Linked DNA regions of Triticum aestivum: region 2 is linked to region 1. A link is a contact called in public Hi-C data. All regions are on one chromosome and are shown on one strand. The core of a region is the stretch at or near the end of the contact, and the rest is flanking DNA. Distances in the headings are between cores, read along the strand shown. Region 1 holds the start of LOC123072619 (6-phosphogluconate dehydrogenase, decarboxylating 1). Region 2 holds the start of LOC123072621 (phosphatidylserine decarboxylase proenzyme 2).

Region 1 (4,622 bases), core at 1,008-3,507:
ACAGAGCTTTCCTCACATCCTCGATGAGCTGCGCCTTGTCCACAGTTTCGCCGCTGCTGTAGTCACCTTGGAAGATCTTGGAAGCAGCCACCCTCTCGTCCTTCAACCCGCTGAGGAACCTGGAATCCAAGGACGCCTCAATGGTAGGAGCAGCCACTGAGAGCTCAGCAGCCTGCTGCACTGTCCACTTGCCGGTTCCCTTCATCCCAGTCTTGTCCAGGACCTTGTCGACCAAGTAGCCTTCACCCTGGTCATCCTTGATGCTGAATATATCAGCAGTGATCTCGACCAAGAAACTGAGGAGCTCACCCTTGTTCCACTCGGCGAAAACCTGCTGCAGCTCACCGTTTGTGAGCTTACCAACCGACTTGAGAACATCATATGCCTCAGCGATCAGCTGCATGTCACCGTACTCGATACCATTGTGAACCATCTTGACAAAGTTTCCAGATCCACCCTTCCCAATGTATGTGACACACGGACCGCTGTCAGGGACTTGAGCAGACACCTTGAGAAGAATGTCTTCAATGTACTGGTAAGCCTCCAGTGAGCCTCCAGGCATCATGGAGGGGCCATGGCGGGCACCCTCCTCTCCTCCGGAGACACCCATCCCTAAGTAGAGGAGTCCACGCTCCTCCATGGCCTTCTCCCTCCTTTCTGTGTTCTCATACCACTCGTTTCCTCCGTCAACGATGCAGTCACCTTGCTCCAGGTGTGCTGCGAGCGTTGCGATGGTCTGGTCGACCGGAGCACCAGCCTTGACAAGCATGATGACGACACGTGGCTTCTGAATGGAGTTGACAAAGGATGCAGGGTCATGGAAACCATAGAGAGGAAGGTTTCCTTCTAGCTTGGCACGCTGAACAGTCTCATCGACCTTGGACGTTGTCCTGTTGTAGACAGAGATGGGGAAGCCTTTCTCGGCAATGTTGAGGGCAAGGTTCTGGCCCATGACCGCGAGGCCAGCGAGACCAATTCTGGTGAGAGCCATCTCGTACCTGAAAAGAAAAGAGATGCAGCAAACACAAAGTTAGATAGTTTATTTATGCAAGTCTCGCTCGCCAGAAAGGTTAAAAGCCTGCTTGTATATACAAACCAAAACCAAAACCAAATGATGATGCATATGCACTGGACACAGGAACAAGCTTCAGAGACTCTGAGTAAATGTTTGCAGCGAGCGAATAGAGGTTTGAGAAAACTTATCCAGAAAAATGGGCAGTGGATAACTGAATGCGAGGTTACGAATGTCAATTTCGCAATATTCAGAGGATAGATGCAATGTTCAGAGGATTGAGCGAGCGACATGAATTGTTGCTTGAGTTGACTTGAGAAAGCGATAGTAGTACGGTGAAGGAATAAGCTATAGTCCGGGTGAATTCAATCAGCCATGACCCATGAGGCTAATACAGTAGAGCAGAGGCAGAAATCAAATCGTATGCTTGTTGCCCACCAACATGCACACAAGTCACAAGACAATTACCAACCATCAAGCATCTCCTCTACTAAATATTTTGATTGAATCTACACCAGACAGTAATCGTGCAACAAAACAATGTACAGTTACTTGAGGAGTAGTGTTTGTTAGGATCATGATGGCAATTTCAGATTAAATTGGAGAGAGTGTTTGTCATCCGCAGTTGTGTATGGTTCTTATATCTAGGTCCGAGCTTCATCTATCTATCATGCGGAAAAAAAGGAAAAACAGAGAAAAGATTACATAAAGAAAAAACAGAGAAAACAGGGCATCCCCAACTAGAGCTAGAGCTAGTAGTAGGAACAACACATGGTACAGTAGTAGAGGCGCAGGCAGGAGAACTGGTGGTCCTGTCTGTGTGTCAGCCGGCAAGGCATGCGTACTGCTGTCGAATTCAACTAGCTGTCTCCCCCCTCCCGTTACTTAGTCAGCTAGAGCTACCTGCCATGGATCTGATCAAGCCACTGCCTAACCCAGCCAAGAAGGAAAAAAGGTACCTAGGTTCTTTGGGCCGACGAGCGAGCGCCCCGCCGGAAGCCACGGCCGGGCTGGGCGACGGCGCGACGGGGATCGGATCGGGGGGCAAGGGGGGGGAGGAAGAAGATTCGGGGGGAGGGGAGAGACCTGACCTGACCTGACCTGCCTTGGCTTGGATGGATGAGATCTGCGTGCGTGCGTCGAGGAACGAACAAGGAAGGAAGGAAGGCAGGCGAGTGTTTGGTTGGTGTGCGGTGCGATGCGGACGCGGATACCTACCACCTACCCCTCCTCTTGCTTGGGTTAACTTAAATACCCGTTCCTTCGTCGCCGCTGACCCACCACGGCTGGGCCCGGGGCTGCGCGAGCCGCCCCGCGGGTGGGTTGGTGGAGAGGAGGAGAGACGCCCAACAGACGACGCGCTGACGCACACGGCGTGCACAGATGGGCTGGCCCCTGTAAGAGCAACTGTATCTACCAAAAACACACTCGGCTGTGCTCCCTCCATAAACTAGTGATCTTTTTTTTCCGAAAAACTTCCAATTTATTCATCTTCAATCATATCATGGCAGTACAACGAATACCAAAAATAAAAATTACATCCAAATTCGTAGAACACCTAGCGACAACTACAAGCACCGAAGCGAGCCGAAGGGCGCCGCCGTCATCGCCCCTCCATCGCCGGACCCGGGCACAACTTGTTGTAGTAGACAGCCGGGAAGTCGTCGTGCTAAGGCCACATAGGACCAGCACCCCACAACAGCAACCGCCGCCGATGAAAAATAACGTAGATGATCTAAACGCTCTTATTATATTAGTTTGCAGAGGGAGCACTTTTCATTCGGCTATAGTGAACCGATTTTTCATTATTATTATTATTATCATTTTCTTCTGAGCTTCTATTTTCTTTTTACTTTTTTATTTTCACGTGCAGTTTTCTGTAATATTTAAACGTTTATAATATAACATGGAGAGTGTTTTTTTATAATATAGTGACCTTGTTTTTTTGTAATATATGGTGAGTTTTTTCAACAATATGGTCAACATTTTCGTAAATATGATATGACCATTTTTTTAATACAGCCAACTTTTTGTAACACACACTGAAAATTTTGTGTAATGCACGTTGAACCTTTTCGTGTTACATGATGAATTTTTTTTTAAAATACACATAAAAAAGAGTTTTAATACACGGTATTTTTTCATACATGATGAACTTTTTCGTAATATACAATAAATATTTTTGTAATACGCGCTGGACATTTTGTATAATAATACTCAAAAGATAACAAGCAAAAAATGGAATCAAACCCCAAAAAGGAAAAAAGAAACCAAAACAGAAAAATGAAATTGGGAAAAAAGAGAGTTCAAAACCAAAACGCGGAGGAAGAAGAAGAAGAATAAGAAGAAATAACAACGAAACGAACAGCAGCGAACCAAGTAATCACGCGAACCCAGTAGTGGGCCGGCCAACTCGCTCCGAAGCGGGCATTTGCTCAACAGTTTGGAATTGCCTGGTGGAGGGTGTCTGATTTGTGGGCCCGGTCTCCCGTCAAACCGGGCCCACGCGTCATCTGGTGAGTGGGAAACAAAGAGGAAGAGAAACAGCTCGTCTCGTGTGCTCTGCTGACAGTCGGACGCGGCTCCGACTTGGCCTCTGCTGCCTTGCGTCCGCTCTTGCTCCTGCGAGGGTTGGGTGGCCTCAGCACCACGTCACCCTGAAAATGCCACCTCTACGCAATCATGCCATGAATGAAACTAAAAAATATCATGCTAAATTAATTAAATTCGGTACATCTAAATCAAGACCACCCCGATAACCAGCCAACATTCCGTCCGGGGACATCCCAGGCCCAACCTTTTGTTTGCCATGGTCAAGCAATTCAATTTGCCATTATCGGCGAAATTAAGCAAATTCTGGTTAATGGCGGACTATGGACAAAAGAAAATGTTTGATGGCAATTTTTGAATTTATGTCCTATAGCTAATGGCAAATTCAGAAAAAAAAACAAAAAAATAGCACATTGACGATTTTTTTAATAATGTCATGAGCATAGTTCATTCACATGGCGAGCAAAAATCTCTATTTCATGGCAAACGATCTCTAAAACAATGCCGTTGCTGGGAGGTTATATTTTGCATGCAAAAAAAATTCAAATGGAATGGGATTAAAATTAAATTGTCATGGGAGTAAGGTTGGAAAGATTTGTCGAGGAAATGTTGATATGGCTTCAAAGTCAGTTTGTCATGACTGTAAGTTTAATTTGCCAATGGACTATACCTTAAATTTGCCATTGGGTTCTGAAAAATATATTTCAATAGGTCTAAAGTGGAAGTTGCCATGGATTGTGAGCCTGTGAGTAAATTTCGCCATGGTTGGTGATGACATGTCTCTCATTCGCAAGTTCCTCATGTGCTCCGCGGTCGACGACTTCATCGCCGTCATCACCAAAAACAGGAAGCATCCACTCATTGTCTTCCAATGAGGGAAGGGGCATGTGGTCGCCGGAGCCACAGACAACTCCATATATCTACCTCATTGACATCGTGTGTTTTTGGTGATAAACTGTATGCCATCACCACGCCCGAGGATCTCATCCCTCGTGATCTTGCATTGGATGGAGACGGTAGGCCCATGCACTACTAGGAAAAAGCCTACTAATGGCGCACT
Region 2 (4,622 bases), core at 819-3,318, 140 kb after region 1:
CAAGTCAAAGAGATCAACTTCACAGTAACCAACCAAGGTATTCTTGGAGAACCGGTTAGTCTGCAAAGTTGGCCAAAAAACATAATGTCATTGGATTGAACTGTTGCCTCGATTTACGGTTAAAAAAAATTCTTCAAAAGCTTCCAATCAGTAATTTGCTTATGCTGAAGCATACACGTGTGGACTGCTCACAGTGGAAATTAACGCAGTTAGCAGCATACCTCAAAAACAGATATTCGTGCAATATGAGGTCCATTTGTTTCTATTACAACCTTCTTTTCCTGCATATTCACAGAAAATATATGTAAATCTACACAGCTACATAGTTAATAAAGGAAACCATGATATTACTGGATAAAGAGCAACAAAAAAGACAGATTACTCACTGAATTCCATACAGGCCTGTGAGTGCTGCAGACAGTGTTTGTAGTTCAAAAACATGAGCAACGACAAGTAAGAAAAAGAGGGGAAAGGGTGTTAGATGTGTGTCATACAAGCGTAAACGCTGTATATTTTAAAACAGAAGAAAAACAATAAATGAAGGCAGATTCAACAAGGTGCGGCAGTTCAGCATTTTTCATATTTCGCTGTCATAGATTTTCTGAATTCAGACACTTGTGATGAAAAGAGTATTCGCGAAAAGCTAGCTGCGACCGAAATGCGGTGGGGTTTCTGCCTGTCACAGAACAGATTCTTATTCCAGAGCATTATCCTGATTCACCAGTCTTGTACTACTACAGTACTACTAGCACTCGCTATCATAGGAAGACCGGGAACTTGTCTGCTTGCTCCGGAACATGTGGTAAATTGATAGTAACACTTGCTAGGCACATCGATTCACGAACCATGAAAAGTGTAGAGCAAGAGGGGGGAACAGGGTACTGAAACAGTGTCTGTAGTTGAAAAACATCAGCAACAACAAGTAAGCAAAACAGGGAATAAAATGAGAAGGTGCTAGCTGTTGTATCATACAGCATACACAGGGTATATTTCGAAACAGGAGAAATTCAAGATCACGCAGATTCACATGGTGCAACGGTTGAGAATTTTCATATTTTGTTGCCATAGATCATCTGATTTCAGACACTTGTGATCAAGAGAAAATCCAGGAAATGGCCCGCTGCAAACACGAAAATAGGTTGGGGTTTTTGCCTGTCGATTTTTTTTATTTTATTTTTTTGTATTTCACTGTCATAGATCTTCTGAACTCAGACACTTGTGAAAGAAAATTCAGAAAAAGGGGTCCTGCTGCAACGAAAATAAGTTGGGGGGTTTCGCCTGTCGCAGAACAGATTCCGATCCCAGGAGCATTGTCTTGATTCTAGTACTAGCACTCACTGTCATAAGAAGACAGGGAGCTTATCCGCTTGCGCTGGAACGTGTGGCAGACAGTAAAACATTGCTAGGCACGTCGATTCACGAACCACGAACAGCGTGCAGGTTTAATGGAAGCATGGACGGGTTCGGATCCGGACAAGCATGGCCAAAAATTAATCAATACTGTGGAAAACATGGTGCCGAACCTGTCGGAGGTCTCGGTGCGGTAGGTGCGCTCCCCGAGCGAGAGGCAGGCGAAGAACTTGTCCTTGAACCGCAGGTCCGCCTGCGCCATGCCCCAGCCAGAATCATCAAGCAACGCAAAATTGAAGCGCAACCGCCAATCAGCGGTTCCACTCCCGCCCGCACGCGAACCACCCGTCGGGGCCGGCGTCGGCGGAGAGAGGAGGGGAGGGGAGGGGAGCGCGCGTACCTTGACTATCCGGATGCGCGCGATGCCGGCGAACTCGTCGGCGGCGACGCCCTTCCCCGACTCGCTGGAGTCCCCCGCGGCGCCGCAGCGGTCACGGCCGCGGTGGCGGCGAAGGCGCAGGCGGCTGCGGAACCGGGAGAAGCGGGACGGCAGCGGCGGCTCGACGCCGTTGGCGGCGCCGGCGCGGCCATTGTGGCGGGAGGTCGATTGGGCGTGGCCCATCCTTCAGCGGCGGGGCGTGGGGCGTGGGGGGGAGGGGCGGAGTTGGTTCGGCGGCCTGGTCCGCCTGGAGCAGCAGTAGTGGGAGCCAGAGGGAGTTGGAATTGACGGCGGCCGGCCCAGGCAGGCAGGCAGGCAAAAAGGCGCGGCGCTTTCGACGCGGTGGGGAGGGAGGTGGGTGGGTGGGGTCCGCGTGTCGGCCAGGTGAGCAGACGTGTGCGGGCGGGCCGGCTTCAACGAGTGGAAGTCACAGGCAGGACCGCCAGCCGACGTGTGTCCCCGGTGTACAGTCCAGCCGCTGCTCTGAGGACGCAAATTATTAGAGGAACTTCAACGTGGTGACCCAAACGGAGATCGATTTTGTCTGCTTTTCGTCCGTTTGGGTCACCTCTCTGCTCGTCCATGTCCATTTTTTTAAATGGACCGGACGATGCGTCCAACGGGGACAGACGCATTTTTTGTCATATCCGCCTTGGCATTTCATCAAACACGTAGCAGGCAGGGAGGAGGACGAGCCCGCCACAACGAAGCACGAGCGCCGGAGGAGCACGAGCCCACCACGGCGGAGCAGCGGCGTCGGAGGAGGACGAGCTCGTTCGTCCTCTGCTGCTGTTGTGCGGGCACGGGCGCCGAAGGAGGGCGAGACTGCCCGTCCTTCGTTGGTGCTGTGCGCGGGGGAGCGGGCACGGCTGGGTGGGTGGGAGAGAGAGGAAAAGGAGGAGAGAGATGGGATGGGATGGGTTGGTGGATGGCAAGTGGGCCAAGCGGGCACATGCAGCGGACAGAAGCGGATAGAGATGACACAGAAAACATCCGCTTTATGTCCGTTGTGTCTGTTTGGGTCGCCCCGTTGGATCAATTTTTGTGTTCAGATGACCCAAAATGATGAAATGGGTCTGCTCTTACTCCCTCCGTCTCATAATATATAAGAGGTTTTCCATTTCAAATTGAACCGCAAAACGTCTGAAATTATGGGGCGGAGGTAGTAGTACTTCTTGCTGTTACATCAGTCAAATGAACGGAATATTCATTGTTCATCGCAATTGCTAAATCAAAAAGAATTCAGTACCTGTCGATTCTATGCAGATCTTGCACCGAGCTAACGATGGGGACGACGTTACCGGCGGCAACGTTACTGATGAAGGCGAGGCGGGCTGTTGACGGATGCGGTGCGTGCGTCGGACAGTCGGGAGGTTCAGGTGGATGGATGGGGCGAAAGAAGTTTGGCCAAAGGAAGTGCATAGAGGCGCCGCGAAGCCGGCCAAGAGTGGTGTGGGATGGAGGCAGCTTCCAAGTTAATACAACTATGACAATGAACGGAAAAAGAAATTACAGGGAACCCCGTCCCCCGTGCCGCTCCCGCTAGCGGCCCGGGAGGAACCCTAAATCGTGCCGCCGCCAGTCTTCCCGCCCCGTCTCCCCTCCCCCTCGCCGCCGCCAAGGGACGACGTCGGGCTAAGCCCGGACGGGTCGGCGGCGGCGGGGTTTCTCCCCTCCTCTCCAGACTCTTGGCGGCGCGGGACGCCAGATCTGGCGCGGAGGTCCTCTCGCCGGCGTGGTTCGCGTGCCGGCGGCGGGCGGGGGTGGCTCTGGCGAGGCACGGCGCGTCCGTGGCTCTCGTCTGAGCGGAGTGGCGCGGGGCGAGCCGGTGGCGTCTGGGGTCGGCGGTGCCCTGCTCCGGGCGGTGCGGCGCGGCCTCGTCCAGCCTGTGGCGCCGTGGTGGCGCCCCTGGTTGGCGTCGGGTCGGCTGGCAGGCAGCCCTCCCGTGCGCGGATCCGTGGCTCTCGGGCCTAATCTGGCGCGTTGGATGGCTCCCGGTCGGGGTGCTGCGGGAGTCTATTTCACGGCGGGATGCTCGACGGCGGTCCCCTGGATCTGCACGAGGGGTGCAGCGGGTGAGTGGTTGTGGGTGGTGCGCTGACTTCGTCGGAGGCGGCAGCGCATGTGCAGCCATGGAGGCGGCGGCGCTGCGAGGCTCGGCTAGGCAGGGCCTGGCGAGCAGCGGGCGCCCGACCACCTACGTGTGAGACGCGGGCGGTGATGCCTCGGTGAAGTTGGCGTCGAAGTGTGGCAGATGGTGCGGGTCAGGTTCATTTGTGTGGCAGTCCCTAGGTGCAGGTGAAGGCCATCGCGACGGATCTGATCCCCGCATCGACTGGTGGTTGCTGCAGTTCCTGGTGTGCTGAAGGTGGTGGCTGGAGGCGTGCTTCCTCGGCAGTGATGTGTGGCTTCGACTGCAAGTGGCTGCGGTGTTGGCGGTGTGAGGCATCTTTCGGGGCTGGCCGGAAGCTTGGTGGCGTGGAAATGTGCAATGCTACGGATGAAAATTCTGTTCGGCTTTGGTCGGACCGGCGTCGATGGCACCCGTGGGTGTCATTCCCCTTCCTGGAGGCGTCGCCGAGGGTAGCGCCATTGCCCACGTTGCCTTGTATCGGCAACCATCTCCGGGGCGAAAGCCTCGATCCGTAGGATCGGCACGACGGCAGCGTCTTTCTGATGTTGTTCCTCTGTTGGGAGCTTCGTGCTTGGAGATAAGAGGCCCTATGTTGCGCTCCTCCGGCGTGCACCGCTGCTCGGATCGTTCTTCTCTGGCGCTATGTACGATCGTCGCTGGTTCTACCAAGGAAGCTGGAGTTGCTGTTCTTCGATGATC

What was found. Hi-C and Micro-C count contacts between places; a contact is called where the count stands out from the background.
Region 2: a Hi-C map of leaf shows a contact between it and region 1, with 2.6 times the contacts expected there. The contact joins the promoter of LOC123072621 here to the promoter of LOC123072619 in region 1. A contact is called at or near these places in 2 of 5 Hi-C or Micro-C datasets (both in leaf).

What each region holds. Positions count from the first base shown.
Region 1 is chr3B:815,686,224-815,690,845 of IWGSC CS RefSeq v2.1, forward strand. LOC123072619 (6-phosphogluconate dehydrogenase, decarboxylating 1) reads right to left here and starts at 2,258. Exons shown (of 2, transcript XM_044496209.1): 1 at 2,104-2,258; 2 at 1-998. The coding sequence starts at 991.
Region 2 is chr3B:815,830,137-815,834,758 of IWGSC CS RefSeq v2.1, forward strand. LOC123072621 (phosphatidylserine decarboxylase proenzyme 2) reads right to left here and starts at 2,069. Exons shown (of 21, transcript XM_044496213.1): 1 at 1,751-2,069; 2 at 1,524-1,603; 3 at 387-411; 4 at 222-281; 5 at 1-60. The coding sequence starts at 1,972.